Linked DNA regions of Mus musculus: all the other regions are linked to region 1. A link is a contact called in public HiChIP or PLAC-seq and promoter capture Hi-C data. All regions are on one chromosome and are shown on one strand. The core of a region is the stretch at or near the end of the contact, and the rest is flanking DNA. Distances in the headings are between cores, read along the strand shown. Region 1 holds the start of Skap2 (src family associated phosphoprotein 2). Region 2 overlaps Jazf1 (JAZF zinc finger 1). Region 3 holds the start of Tax1bp1 (Tax1 (human T cell leukemia virus type I) binding protein 1). Region 4 overlaps Gm6559 (predicted gene 6559). Region 5 holds the start of Hibadh (3-hydroxyisobutyrate dehydrogenase).

The links. Promoter capture Hi-C pulls out the DNA fragments that hold promoters and counts their contacts. HiChIP or PLAC-seq counts read pairs in DNA pulled down with a chosen protein or histone mark. Capture Hi-C pulls out chosen DNA fragments and counts their contacts.
Region 2: an H3K27ac HiChIP or PLAC-seq map of double positive thymocytes shows a contact between it and region 1, with 3 times the contacts expected there. The contact joins the enhancer-like site here to the promoter of Skap2 in region 1. A contact is called at or near these places in 3 of 39 promoter capture datasets (the 3T3-L1 cell line, 3T3-L1-derived adipocytes and pre-B cells), 1 of 484 Hi-C or Micro-C datasets (CD4 T cells) and 2 of 115 datasets of contacts at active chromatin or transcription factors (double positive thymocytes and embryonic forebrain).
Region 3: an H3K27ac HiChIP or PLAC-seq map of extraembryonic endoderm stem cells shows a contact between it and region 1, with 4 times the contacts expected there. The contact joins the promoter of Tax1bp1 here to the promoter of Skap2 in region 1. A contact is called at or near these places in 4 of 39 promoter capture datasets (the HPC-7 cell line, cranial neural crest, frontonasal cranial neural crest and 1 more), 1 of 484 Hi-C or Micro-C datasets (cardiomyocytes) and 3 of 115 datasets of contacts at active chromatin or transcription factors (bone marrow-derived macrophages, extraembryonic endoderm stem cells and memory CD8 T cells).
Region 4: a promoter capture Hi-C map of the HPC-7 cell line shows a contact between it and region 1. The contact joins the enhancer-like site here to the promoter of Skap2 in region 1. A contact is called at or near these places in 2 of 39 promoter capture datasets (the 3T3-L1 cell line and the HPC-7 cell line), 2 of 484 Hi-C or Micro-C datasets (cerebral cortex and muscle stem cells) and 5 of 115 datasets of contacts at active chromatin or transcription factors (embryonic forebrain, embryonic hindbrain, embryonic stem cells and 2 more).
Region 5: a contact with region 1 is called in a promoter capture Hi-C map of liver. The contact joins the promoter of Hibadh here to the promoter of Skap2 in region 1. A contact is called at or near these places in 7 of 39 promoter capture datasets (3T3-L1-derived adipocytes, embryonic stem cells, hippocampal neurons and 3 more), 1 of 115 datasets of contacts at active chromatin or transcription factors (pancreatic cancer cells) and 1 of 9 other capture datasets (liver).

The regions. Positions count from the first base shown.
Region 1 is chr6:52,011,287-52,013,811 of GRCm38.p6, reverse strand. It overlaps Skap2 (src family associated phosphoprotein 2), which reads left to right and starts at 1,263. Exons shown (of 13, transcript NM_018773.2): 1 at 1,263-1,477. The coding sequence starts at 1,411.
Region 2 is chr6:52,917,929-52,920,453 of GRCm38.p6, reverse strand. All of the region lies in intron 1 of Jazf1 (JAZF zinc finger 1), which reads left to right. Among named protein-coding and RNA genes, the nearest start is that of Gm52903, 53 kb to the right of the region's middle. Within about 2 kb of position 1,258, at least 37 of the 459 cell types and tissues checked have an H3K27ac peak or open chromatin away from gene starts, as enhancers often do. A contact at or near this core is called in double positive thymocytes, where this site is marked.
Region 3 is chr6:52,712,469-52,714,993 of GRCm38.p6, reverse strand. It overlaps Tax1bp1 (Tax1 (human T cell leukemia virus type I) binding protein 1), which reads right to left and starts at 1,265. Exons shown (of 18, transcript NM_025816.3): 1 at 1,139-1,265.
Region 4 is chr6:51,382,920-51,385,444 of GRCm38.p6, reverse strand. The region is part of intron 1 of Gm6559 (predicted gene 6559); the gene reads right to left. Among named protein-coding and RNA genes, the nearest start is that of Gm6559, 4.5 kb to the right of the region's middle. Within about 2 kb of position 1,259, at least 50 of the 459 cell types and tissues checked have an H3K27ac peak or open chromatin away from gene starts, as enhancers often do. A contact at or near this core is called in the HPC-7 cell line, where this site is marked.
Region 5 is chr6:52,639,037-52,641,561 of GRCm38.p6, reverse strand. Hibadh (3-hydroxyisobutyrate dehydrogenase) reads left to right here and starts at 1,262. Exons shown (of 8, transcript NM_145567.1): 1 at 1,262-1,401. The coding sequence starts at 1,314. It overlaps LOC115490472 (a small nucleolar RNA gene), which reads left to right and starts at 2,207; the gene lies at 2,207-2,328.

The sequences.
Region 1 (2,525 bases), core at 14-2,513:
AGCATGTCTCACAGAGACACCCCCTTCCCCCACACCATACTGTGCCTCCTACAAACATACTCCTGATTGGAGCTTTGACACAACATTCTGAGCACAACTTAGGAGAAATAAGAACAAACAAACCACTGTTTGTTTCTACCAATGTAGGTAGGTGATATTCAGATGTCATTTTGAAAATGATGTGCCTGGCAAAGGAAAGTGGAAGGTGCAACTTGATGTGTATCATTAGCCACCTTTCCAAGCATATTTTTAACTAAATACACACTTTACATTCAAAATGTTTTCCCTTGTCAGTTCCTCTCTGAAGACTCGTATCATCCTCTTTTGTATTTAAGTAGCTCTGGTAGCGTCATCTACATGACAAATATGTCTACACAGTAGGTTTTAATGGATTGTAAAGGTTGATGGCACTTGAATGTAATTATCATTTCTACACACACACACACACACACACACCACCCATTTTAAAGACTAAAGGACCCAGAACTTTTTGGATTTTAAGTGTAAACGTGTAATATTGAAAGACTCAACCTTTGCTGACTAGATTGAAGTAAATTTTATATTTTCCCTGTTCTAACCACTATTTGCAATTAAAAAATACTTAGAGCGGGCAACGGTACAGGTGGCTTTCTGGCACATTTCAGGTGCCTGACCCTAAAAGGATATTATCTAGAACTAATTCCGTCAGAGCGAGAGAAATCAACCACACCAAGAATAAGTAGGAAAGTAATGTCAGCGCCAATCAGAACGCTCCGCCGTTTTAGGACTAAGACTCTCAGGAAGGATTGGCGGAAAATGGGACTCCGTTACCTTCATCTAGTGGGACAAAGAAAGCCATGCTAGTTGGGGGGTAATGGTAGAAACTTCTTGGTGGGTTACCAGACGGGGGTTTAAACCTTGGTGGAAAAGACCAGTATTTAGATGACCCCTTAAAGGGAAAGTGCGTAAGCCTTGCGGAGGCTTTATTTTCCGGAATCCTGGAGAAAGAGAGGTGTGGCTGACATACCAGTAACGAAAATGGCGCGGACGAGCTTCAAGGGCCGGTCAGGTGACACAGCTCCAATTCGCTCCCTTCCTTCGGAGGCCTCGCCTCCTGCTCGCTTCCGCGTATGGGCGTGGCCTTCCCGGCTGTGTGTGGGCGTGGTCTACCCGGAGGCGCTTTCTTCGGACAGTCAGAAAGCAAGGTCTACGCAAGCGCAGTCAGGTTTTAAGGCCGGTCTCCCCGCCCCTTCACCCATAGCCCCGCCCAATTCTCCCGGGCGGGGAGGGGGCAGGGCCCGGCGTCCAGCGACCGCTGGCTGGAGAGCTAGTGACTTCCTTGTTGGCAGTCTCGGACGGGCCGTGTCCGGAGTCGTAGCCTCTCGGTGCTTACTCGGACCGCTATTGCGAGTCTAGGTCCAAGCCATTATCATGCCCAACCCCAGCTGTACCTCTTCTCCCGGCCCTCTCCCTGAGGAAATTAGGAACCTGTTGGCAGGTAAAGAGCGGGAAGGGGGCGGTGACGCTAGGGGCGGGGGCGCGGGGACGGCGAGCCGACAGGGACAGAAGCGCTTAGCCCTCACCCTATGCGGACGGTGGGGGGCGGGCCGTATAGGGGGACTGGGATGTCGGGACTAGAAGGGAGTGGGCGTGTATGCTGAAATGTGCTGATCCTCCCTGGACAGCCGGACAGTTATGCGTTTCATGAAGACCGGAATGTGAGGGCGGGAGATGGACAGCAAATGTTGATGAATGCATGTTTGAGAACTGCGAAAGCAGAAGTCCAAGCACTAGGTCCTGCCTGGGTGGCCTGGCCAGTAAGGATGCAGGTGCATCTGCAGGGCCGCAGGTGTTGGGAGTTAGGAGGCCAAAAGGCACTATTTCCAACCCCACCCCCATTTTCTTGAACAGTCAGGCCAAACATGTTTATAGTTTTGAAGGGTGCCCGATTTTCAAATAGCCACTATTTCTAAAGCCTCAGTAACTATTAAAAGTGAAAAAGGAAGGCTGTGTTAAAACTCCTACTTCCTGTATCATGTGATCAAGGAACTTCATCTTTGCAACCTCATCTTCCCCTTTTTGGTTTTACATTCCCATTTATAGGAACTTACTTGTAGGAGTTGAAATGCGGTTCCTCAGTTCCTCAGTTAGGTCAGTAATGTCTGGAGGTGTGTAGTTCCACTAAGCATCAAGAAAAGCTCGATAGTTCTGCACAAAATAAAAAATACATCTTTTTAGAGTATCACAAGTCTCACCTATCCTGATGGTCTTAGATACCACCATATACTTTGTCTTGTAGATGCTAACATCTGGAAATGGAATAATTTTAGTTTGGTTGTCTCTAAAACATTCCTTTCAATATAGATCATGGATTAAAAAGTTTCGCTTAGATGCCTGTGCTGTTAACTGTGTGTTTTAATCGTTAAAAACAATGTCCTCTAAAAGGTACATTTGAACTAGTAAGTTACAGTTGCAACAGTATGAGACCAAGCATCATAGAATACCTTGTTAAGCTGTTGGGTTGTTTGCATTATGTGTGGATGGAG
Region 2 (2,525 bases), core at 9-2,508, 910 kb before region 1:
TCCTGGTGCCATTTTTTAAAAAATACTAGAGAAGACTAGAAAGAAGTGTACAGCAAAGTGCACAGACTGAACTTTTGGACCGTTCATTGTAGGGTCCTTGTTTCTCATAGTTTTCTAGATTTCCTACTTTTTAAGTAGATATTTTTTAAGCAGCAAAATAAGTGTAACAGTTTAAAACCAAAAACAACAATAAACCAGTGTGTTGGTGGCAGCCGATTTGCGGTTTGAGACCACGGGCTGTGGGAGCTCAGGGGTTGCTGGATGAGCCCAGCGCTCCATGTGCTCTCCAGGCATTCCCGTGTCCACTGTACACATGCTCCTAAGGTCATCCGAGGCAGTGGCCTTCCCTGTCTCTGCACTGCCCCCGCTCTCTAACTAATAGCTACCATCACTACCATGTCTGTGTTCGTCGTATGTTCTGACTCTCCAACAACTTCATTCATTCCTCACAACCACAATAGAAGCCCTGGTTTCAAAGGAGGAAGGGTTTGAAGATTCTCAGATGGTTATGGCATATAAATCAAATCCTGTCTTGTCTGACTCCAGAGGTAGGTAGCTTTGCCCTCACAGGCCTCAAACTGTTGTACTAAAGACCAACTGCCATCCACTACATTGGAGCCTTTCTGGGTCCCCTCTCAAGTCAGCTGCCCTCTAGTTCTTTGCTTTGTGATGCTGGGGCCGTTCGTTCCTGTTGGCATGAGCCATCCAGAGTCCACCAGGATCCCACGAGTGCTTCGAGTACAGCCAGTGCTCAGCATCATATGGGATCCTGCAGGACGGTGATTGCTGGCCCGCTTCCATCACTGTGGAGCCCCAGGGTATGGTTGTATAAAGAAATTTAATTTTGAAATTCCAAAGACTCATGTTAGGTTTTTCTTTATTTCCTCCTTACTGCTCTTAGAATTCATGAGGGGGCAGGGTTGACTGGTACTCGGGGGCCCCAGGTGCAGTTTTAAAACAACCAACAAGCTTTAGTAACTCCTGCCCAAGTCTCAGGTGCCAGGTAAGTGTTCAGCGGAGAGCTGCAACTGCTTGAAAACTGTCACTAAGAGTCCTCTGTTGGAACGAGTGTCACCAGCAAGCTGTGACCAGATTCTCTTGATTCTTATCTCCTGGTGGGAAACAGTGAACTTGTGGTTAAGAAAACGTTTGTGTTTCCATGCCTTAAAGTTAAAAAGTAGTTATACATGCATGTCAATGTCATGAAGCCTGTGGCCACAAGGTGTCACTATGGCACCAGTCTGGATGTCAGAATTAAAAGTGTGCCTCTGGTTCTAACTCCTGAGAAGCCCAGTTATTGGCTCTCCTGCCAGGGCCTTGCACACTACAGCATTAGCTATGTGCCACGTGTCCCTGCACACTTGTCATGTAGCTCCACAGCAAGCTTTTCCTACACTCTCCAAATTAAACTACTTTCCTAGTTCTTACTTATACCACACATAACCCTGAGTCCTCCTATGTCAATTCTATATCAACATATGTATTCAAGTTTTCACAAAATTATATGAATTATAGCATAGTTTAATCTCTTCCCAAAAAAGGTTTTGATGGGATGGGAGAAAATGATATCTGCTAACAATTACTAGCCTTGCCCCATCCACAGTGTGCCCTCCTCCTCTTCCTTTTTTTCTAGCTTAACCCATAGGAAAAGAAACCTGAAACATACTCGCCAAGCAAAGGTGGGCATGGCACCTGAGGGAAAGACTATGTACTTGCAGAGGCTTCATGGGCAGCATCCAGAAGGTCATTTCCTCTCGAAGTGTTAGGCAGATTAGAACAGCTCTTTACTGTGGAAGGATGAACCCACCGTCAGCCTCCTTCCCACAGTCAACTAACAAAGTAGCAGCAGAGCCTGGATTTGGACTTGAGTCTGTTTTTCCAAAAAGCTGGTGGGGAAAGAAGCCATGTCATTGTTGTTCAGATGTCCATATCAGAAAACAAACCACGGGAGCCTTAAGACTCCATCCCAGAGCTGGGCTCACACCTATAATTGCAGCACTCAGGCAGACTGCTGCAAACTCAGGCCCAACCTGGTGTACATGATGAGTTCTAGATCAACCTTCACTATAAAGTAAGACCATGCTTCAGACAGACACACACAAATCCAATCAAGCATTTGCTCAAACGTTTGTTGAACAAGAGTTCTGGCTATAGCACAGGGACCACATTACGAATGTTACACCAACTTATTCATTCTCTTCCCATGAGAGACTAAAGTCCATGGTGCATTGCGGGTGCGGGGGTAGGACATTGACATACAAGTTAATGAGGGCGGTGGGAGGGTTGGCTGGGGGGACTGCCCACACAGGGGAAGGCTCTATGCAAGCTCTAGCTGCAGCTCTCCTAGAGCTAGCTGTTCCTTAGATCAACCTGAAATCTATTGAGTGGGTGTTGCTAAGGTAACCCCTCCCCTGATTTTCTGTGATTAGGATATGAAACGTGAGGACAGGATATAATCCAAGCCCACAGAAGTGGCCACCCTCATGCCCGGGGGGTACAGCAGTGGCAAGAGTGTGTATTCTTTT
Region 3 (2,525 bases), core at 16-2,515, 700 kb before region 1:
GAGGTTAACCAGTCATTCCTAGCATAGTCAAATATATTCTTGCAGAAATCTAAGATAAGTTCAGGGCGTTTGCCTAACATTCGAAAGGGACATACAGAAATCCAATTTACCCCTGAGAAGAATAGAATGGAGGCGAGTCCTTGGCCTCAGCTTCTTCTCCACACCTAGAGGGTAACCTGGAGATCACAAACCCACTTAATCAACCCACTTTTAAGGAATGTTATTCAAATAACCATTTTCGAATGTTTTGGGATTGAACACTAAAATTTTAATTATATTTGTTCGTGTCCTAATCATGAATTTTTACCACTTGGCAAAAAGCAGCATACTTGGCAGATACTTAGCATTAAAATGTCTAACATACCAACATAACGATAAAGCCGGAAATCTATCATAGTCAAACGCCACAACGTTTTCCAACAAAACTTTCAGGAACAAATTGTACTTCATATTTCTCAACAGGGAAATACAAGCGAACACCCCAGCTACGTTCTAACAGTACAGTTTTCGGGCGATGAGCGCTAGCCAGAACACGTCTTGCACCTTCCGCCGGGTCCAAAACACCGGGGAGAGTCAGCAGTGGGTGGAGCGAGGGAGGCGGAGTCGTGAAATCAAGTCCAGACGACCACAGAGCGAAGCGATCCTCCCCAAGATTTCTTAAAGCCTTCTCTTGGGCACCAGAGGGGGAGGGCTGCTTTCCAAACAGCAAGACTCAACTAATCTCTCAGCCCAGGAGAAGCCGGAGATCAAGCCAAGCCAGGTAAACAGCCAAACCAGGCGACACAGGGAGTCCCCGCCTCTTCCTCCAGCGGAGACTCAAACCAAAACAACCCAACGGGTCCTCCCCGGCTCGCCGCGGCCTAGCGCGCCCGCCACCCGTCCCTGGCTTGTTAGACGCCGGGGCCAGCCGGGGCCAGCCGCGGCCTAGCACGCCCGCTCCCGCCACGCTTCCCACTCTACGGTCACCCCAAGCCCAAAACACGTCACAATCGCGGCCCGGGGGAAGCTCGTCCTTGGGAAAGAGAGCTTCGTCACCACGGAGACCGTTCCCAAAACTCGCCAGGCCCGGGTTCCAGGGCCGAGACGGAGCGCGAGCGCCGGTTACCTCGAAAGCACGCGGCCCGTCCGCAAACCTTACCGGTCAGGGCCTCCGCCCCGCACGCTACGCCGCGCCCCGAACCTCCGCGGCCACCACCACTGCCTCTCAGCGTAGACCGGCTACACCTTCTCTAAGCGGAGAGCCGGCGGTGCGTCACTTCCGCCCCAGGGAGGCTCGCTTCCGCCTCTGCTGCTGCGCATGCTCTGCGGCGACACGCCCCACTCGCTAGCTGTAAAGAGTCCTTTAGTGGTTTCCCTGACAGCTTTTTCCTCTGTGGCTTTTGGTCAGTGATGTAGTCACCTCAAAACACAGTCCGTTTGAAACAAATTAACTGACTTACCAGCGAAATGGGAAGGATCGCTCAGAGGCCAGGTGACCTGGGTCTTAAATATCAGTCTAAGCTAATACATGTTTCAATATATACAGAAGCCCCAAGAACTGTCATAGCTATCACGAATTGAACCATCATATTCCCGTGTTGCTATGAAACTAATGACATTTACCGTATCACCAGCGAAGAAAGCATAACATTAAACAGAACAATAATATACAAAACTCTAATTTCAAGTTCTTTCATTTTCCACACAATTCAAGTCCACATTGGCCTCCATAAGACAGGTTCTTAATATTTGCTGATTCATTTGTTTCTTATATATTGAAATTTTTTAAGTTGGGTGTCTGTGTGTTTGCTTGTTTGTTTGTTTAAATAGGGATCTCTTCATTCTGGTCCTCCAAAAGGAAAAATTACTGTTGAGAGACATAGGCTGTTGAAGCAAAAGTTAAGTTCGGCATTGTGGGTTTTAAAGAAATATTTATGATTAAGACGGTAGTGTATTCATGAGATAAGTAATATTCCAACACAAGATATGATGGATTTGAATAAAATACACTTGCTTCCATGAAGTTCCAATTCAAACTGCACATTTAACAGAGAAAGGTAAGCTATATAAGGCAAAAGTAATTTTAGAAATTTAAATTATTTTCACTTCCATATCACGATCAACCAAGTCTTCCTTTTGAGGTATTTCTTCCTGTGCTGCTCTAGAAAACAACCACAAGGGAAAGCAGGTCACAAAACCACAATGTCTATAATAATATAATGAAATTGAGATCTTTTGCGTTTCAGACACTTCATTTTAGTGCAACTATAGGGGAAAATGCCCTGGAGAGAGAGAAAGAGAGAGTGAGAGAGAGATGAACAGACAGACATCTCAGGGCATTTAACCACAAAGGGGCATTCTGTTGGTCAGGAGACACAGCTACCAAAATGCAGGGCAGGGTTTTAGTTTTTAACTTCATACAGAACCTCCTTACTGAGATTACTCAAGACCCCATGATTGCTCTCATGGCTGGCTGTGAGTTAAGGCATTCTACTGCTCCAGGGTGAAGACATCCTGTTACTTTTTTAACTAATTGATTTATTCAC
Region 4 (2,525 bases), core at 10-2,509, 630 kb after region 1:
GATATGACGGGAAAGGCCAGGATCTCTGTTTCACACAGTGGGTTCTTTAAATGTAAGCTCAGTCCATCACAAGCTTAAATGCTGTCTTCGGTATCTTTCCCACCCCTAGGACTTCCAGAAGGAGACGTTTGACCTCTGCTCAGGACGGGCTTTCTGAGTTCTTCACAGAAGGGGTCCATTCATCCTGTGCACCAGATGGCAGACTTCATCTCTGGAATTCATCTGCTTTCTAGGCTCATGTTGCCAATTCATGAACGTGACTTACAAGGAGGGTTAGAGATAGGCTTAGCGTTGGTTTTGCTTTGTTCTGTTCTGTTCATTTTATTCGAATGTTTTATTGTGATAAAAAATACATAACATGGACTAGAGAGATGGTATAGCCATTAAAAGCTAGGCTCTCAGCCGGGCGTGGTGGCGTACCCCTTTAATCCCAGCACTCGGGAGGCAGAGGCAGGCAAATTTCTGAGTTCGAGGCCAGCCTGGTCTACAGAGTGAGTTCCAGGATAGCCAGGGCTACACAGAGAAACCCTGTCTTGAAAAAAAAAAACAAACAAACAAACAAAACCAAAACCAAACACAAACAAACCCAAAAGCTAGGCTCTCACAACCAACTCTTTAAAATGCAGATACCATAAAATTTATCATTTTAACCATTTTAGTGCACAGTTTAGTGGTGTTAAAGGCACCCCACGTTCAATACCAATAACTCTTTTTATATTTTTTTCCTGATCTTTTTACTAGATATATTCTTTATTTACGTTTCAAATGTTATTCCCATTCCTGGTTTCCCCTCTGAGAACCTGCTATCCCCTCCCCCGTCTCCCTGCTCACCAGCCCACCCCCTCCCGCTTCCTGGCCCTGGCATTCCCTTGTATTGGGGCATAGAACCTTCACAGGACCAACGGCTTCTCCTCCTATTGATGACCGACAAGGCCATCCTCTGCTACATATGCGGCTGGAGCCAACTCTTTTTATCTTATAAAACGAAAACTCAACTTCCTCATCTCAGCCCCTGCAGCTACCAGTGTGAGCTTGGTTTTATATGGTTCCCTGGAAATTACAATATGACATGTCAATACAGTTTTTTTTTTTTTTTTTTTTTAGGGAATACGGGCATAATTTCACTATATTTCTCCACTTAAAAAATTGAGGAAGGAATTTCTTTGTCTCGGACCAAATTAAAGTCCCTCGGGGACAAGCTTGAGAGCGGGTTGGTCGTCTTTAACTGCACGCGGAGCGTCGGAGCAACTTGGCCAAGAACAAAGAGCCCTGTTCACGTAGGCAAAACAGCGACACCTGCTGATCGATCGCAGAATTACTTTTCAGACAGATTGCTGAGGGTTTTTTTTTTTTTTTTTTTTTTCCTGTCTCACTGTGTACTGGCTTCTATTTGGAAAAGCTGTTGTCTAATCATAGACTATGAATGTTATTTGTTCGAGTCAACTCTGGGATTAGGCACACGGTAGCCAGGCAGGTGCTGGTGCTCTCTCAGGTCTGGTTCACAGCAGGTGGGCGGGCATGTGTGAGCTGCTTGTCCTGACCTGGAGCTTCACCAGCTTCTCTGTGACTGCCAGCTTCTCTCCTTCCACTCTGTAGGGAAAATGTCTCTACCGATCCCTGACCCTGTTCACACTAACCCCCTTTCATAATGTCTTAGAAAAAAAGAGAGACTTTCGTTGCAACCTCACTCCTTAAGTGGCCTAGGAAGGAAGAACGTGCGAATCTTTCTCTTTGATTGCCCTGCCTTTAATTAAATTACACCTGCACGTTCTATATATGCACACACACTGTGACTTACATATATGATCCTTAAGGAGAGGCCCAGGATATATTTAAATCCTAATCTTACCTGATATGTCCCTAGCACGTTCCCAGCCTCATGTGTTTTTGTTACTCAAGCTTGCTGACAGAGGGAAACCTCCTGAGCTCCTGCTATGGTGGGTATGAAACACTCCCTCTCCCAAGTGGTTTCCAAGTCGGGTTGGGTTGTGAACTCTGCCACCCTCTTTTCCCTTCCCCAATTGAATCAGAATTTCTGGAGTTAGGACTCAGGAACCTGGATGCGTGATAAGCACCCAGGTGATTCCTCTGCTGCATTGCCAAGGATAACCTTGAACTCTGTGTGTGTGTGTGTGTGTGTGTGTGTGTGTGTGTGTGTGTGTGTGTATGAGAGAGAGAGAGAGAGAGAGAGAGAGAGAGCACAAGCGAGAGAAACAGAGAGAGAGAGGGAGAGAGAGAGAGAGAGAGAGAGAGAGAGCATGCTTACAGCAAGTGGAGGTTGAAGGACAGATGGAAATTGATGCTGGTCCTTACATTCTTCTTGTTCCACAGAGGGTCTCTTTGCTGGCTTCTGTTGGGTGAGCTGGACTGGCTGATTGATTCTTGGCTTCCCCTCCTGCCACAGATGAGTGCTACTGCTCTGAGCTTCAGGTGGCTTCTGGGGTTTGGATTCAATTCCTCCCTGGCAGACACTTTACCCACGGAGCACCCACTTTCCCACCCCCCGACCTTGAACTTCTGCTCCT
Region 5 (2,525 bases), core at 13-2,512, 630 kb before region 1:
GTTTTAGTGTACTGAAGATAAAAATTCTCCAGTGGAAATTGAATACTTTGCGATTATCCTCAAGGAACAGATATTCAAATATGTATACTGTCTTACTTAGGGTTTCATTGCTGTGAAAAGACACTATAACCATGGCCACTCTTATAAAAACAAAACCATTTAATTGGGGCTGGCTTACAGTTGCAGTGACCTAGTCTATTGTCATCATGGTGGGGCACATAGCAGCATCCAGGCAGACGTGGCGCTAGAGTTGGTGCTGAGAGTTCTAGGTCTTGATCTGAAAGCAGCAGAAGGGGACTGTGTGCCACACTAGCTGTCGTTTGAGCATATGTAAGACCTCAAAGCTGGTCTCCACAGTGATGCCTTTCCTCCAACAAGGCCACACCTTCTCCAATAAAGTCACACCTCCTATGTGCCAAGCACTCAAACATATGAGTCTATGGGGGCCATGCTTATTTAAGCCACCAAATATACCAAATAGTCAAATAAGGAAAGATCAGCAAAATATCTGTTTTTATAATATACATATATACTACTTCCTGGGTTTAAATGTACCATTAGATTTTGGGTTCAAAAGATGCAGGTTGTAGAAAATTTTAAACATTGACGCATTTCTTGGAACTCAGTAAGTTCCTAGAAATTCTACTCTTCAAAGAGAACAGTGCTATTAAATTACTTCCCTACTACTTTTCAAATACGACTGGAAAAACCATTGAGTTGTATATCACATAGATTTCAGTTATTACACACATGGTAGATTCTGTGATTGTGTTTCAACAGACGCTGAAAATATATATGTTAACCCTGGGAGGTCCATGTATTTATTACTGAAGTTAAAAATGAGTCCCTATACTAGGAAACACAACATTTCTGCTCTTTCCTTTAATACTGCAGTAGCTGCGGTTCTTGTCTGGGAGGAAGAAAAACAATTAGCAGCCCAGTGAAGAGGCAGTTGCTCAGTGCAGGTGCTCGGAGGAGGCGGTAGTGAGCGACAGCCACCGCCTCCCACACACCCCTCAGCTTTTGGGTAAACAAGAATTCTCTCACCCAAAGGTTGTAAATTCAGCAGGAGCCGGAGGCAAGGCAGGGCGTCTATGGATTTCGGGATCCTGATTGGACTGTTCCCGACTCCGGCCACGCCTCTCAACACAGTGCTCCGCCCCGCGCTGGGCGGAGTCCAAGCCGAGCAAGGAGAGCGCGTGCGCGAGCTGTCCTTACGGAGGTGCGGGCCATCCCGGCTGCGCACACTCGTAGTTCACAGGCCGTGTGTGAGGCGGCGGAGGTCACGGCGCGGAGGCGGGGCGGGGGACAGCATGGCAGCCTCCTTGGGGTTCCGGGGAGCAGCCTCCGGCCTCTGGTACTGGAGCGGCCGGCGGCGGCCCGTGGGCAGCCTTGCAGCGGGTAAGGACCTCGCGCCCCATCTGCTCTTCTTCCTCTGGTCATCCGAGGAGGGCTTTTCGCCCGAAGGGCTGCGGTTGGTTTGAGGGTAAAAGCGACAATTGTGGTCGCCTCCTAGGCCTGGGCCCCCTTGTAACTGCCTCCTGAGCCGTCAGCCTTCCACTCCTGCCCTATGCCCGGCTCCAGATTGTTCAGCGTTTCCTCTGCGGGACCCAGGAACAGCTTGTGATGAAGGGAGGAATGTTTGGGTCCCTGGCGTGCGCTTTGGATTTGGGGCTCCTAGGACATTTGGAGGGCTCAGCTCCAGAGGTGACCCCACCGCACCCACCTCTGGGACCCCTGGCCTTCCAGCTCCCTGGCTTCACCCTAAGCGGGGGCTCCCTCAGACTTCAAGGCCTAATTTGTGTTTTAACTACTCTAGTCGGTGGCATGGCGGTATCCTAGAAATCCAGCAAAGTTTGTCACCCTTGACCAGCAAGCAGAGCGAACTCCATTATGAAATGGAGTTGTGCTGCCTCAAAGTGGTGGACTTTTGTCGAAATATTAACCACAATTCTTTGCCTCAAAGTTGTGTCTATAACCTAACCGACTACTATGCTGTGCTGCAAGTATGGAAAGTGACCAGGTTTTAAGCTTTTAGAGCGACATGAATATCTGAGAACTGCTTTTCACATGAGGATCTCCCAAGGCCTTAGAATGAGTAAATTGGGACTTCTCCAACAAGATCCAGGAAGTACCCCTTGTTTCTCCCTGACTCTTGGATTTTCTAGGACATCAAGACACCTCTTTAATTAAGAATTGGTTGAAATGGTCATTACCAAGGCTTTTAGAATGCAGTTTCTCATTTGCTGTGGACATGACCATAAAGAAAAATTCCCATGAGGGTTTTCATATGCTACTTGTCTAGCAGTTAACCTGTTGGGAACATGTGTTGAAAAAAAAAATTGGTTGATTTGTGGGAGATACCGAAGGATTTTTTTTTTTAAATGTAAAAGTTTATTTTAACAATGTGCTGGTTAGCACTATCATATACAGGACTAGCAAACAAAACACCGTTGCCTTTGCTTAGCATGCAGGAGGCTCTGGATTCAGGGTGCTTGTGTTCACTTGTTTTAATTTTTGTGTAA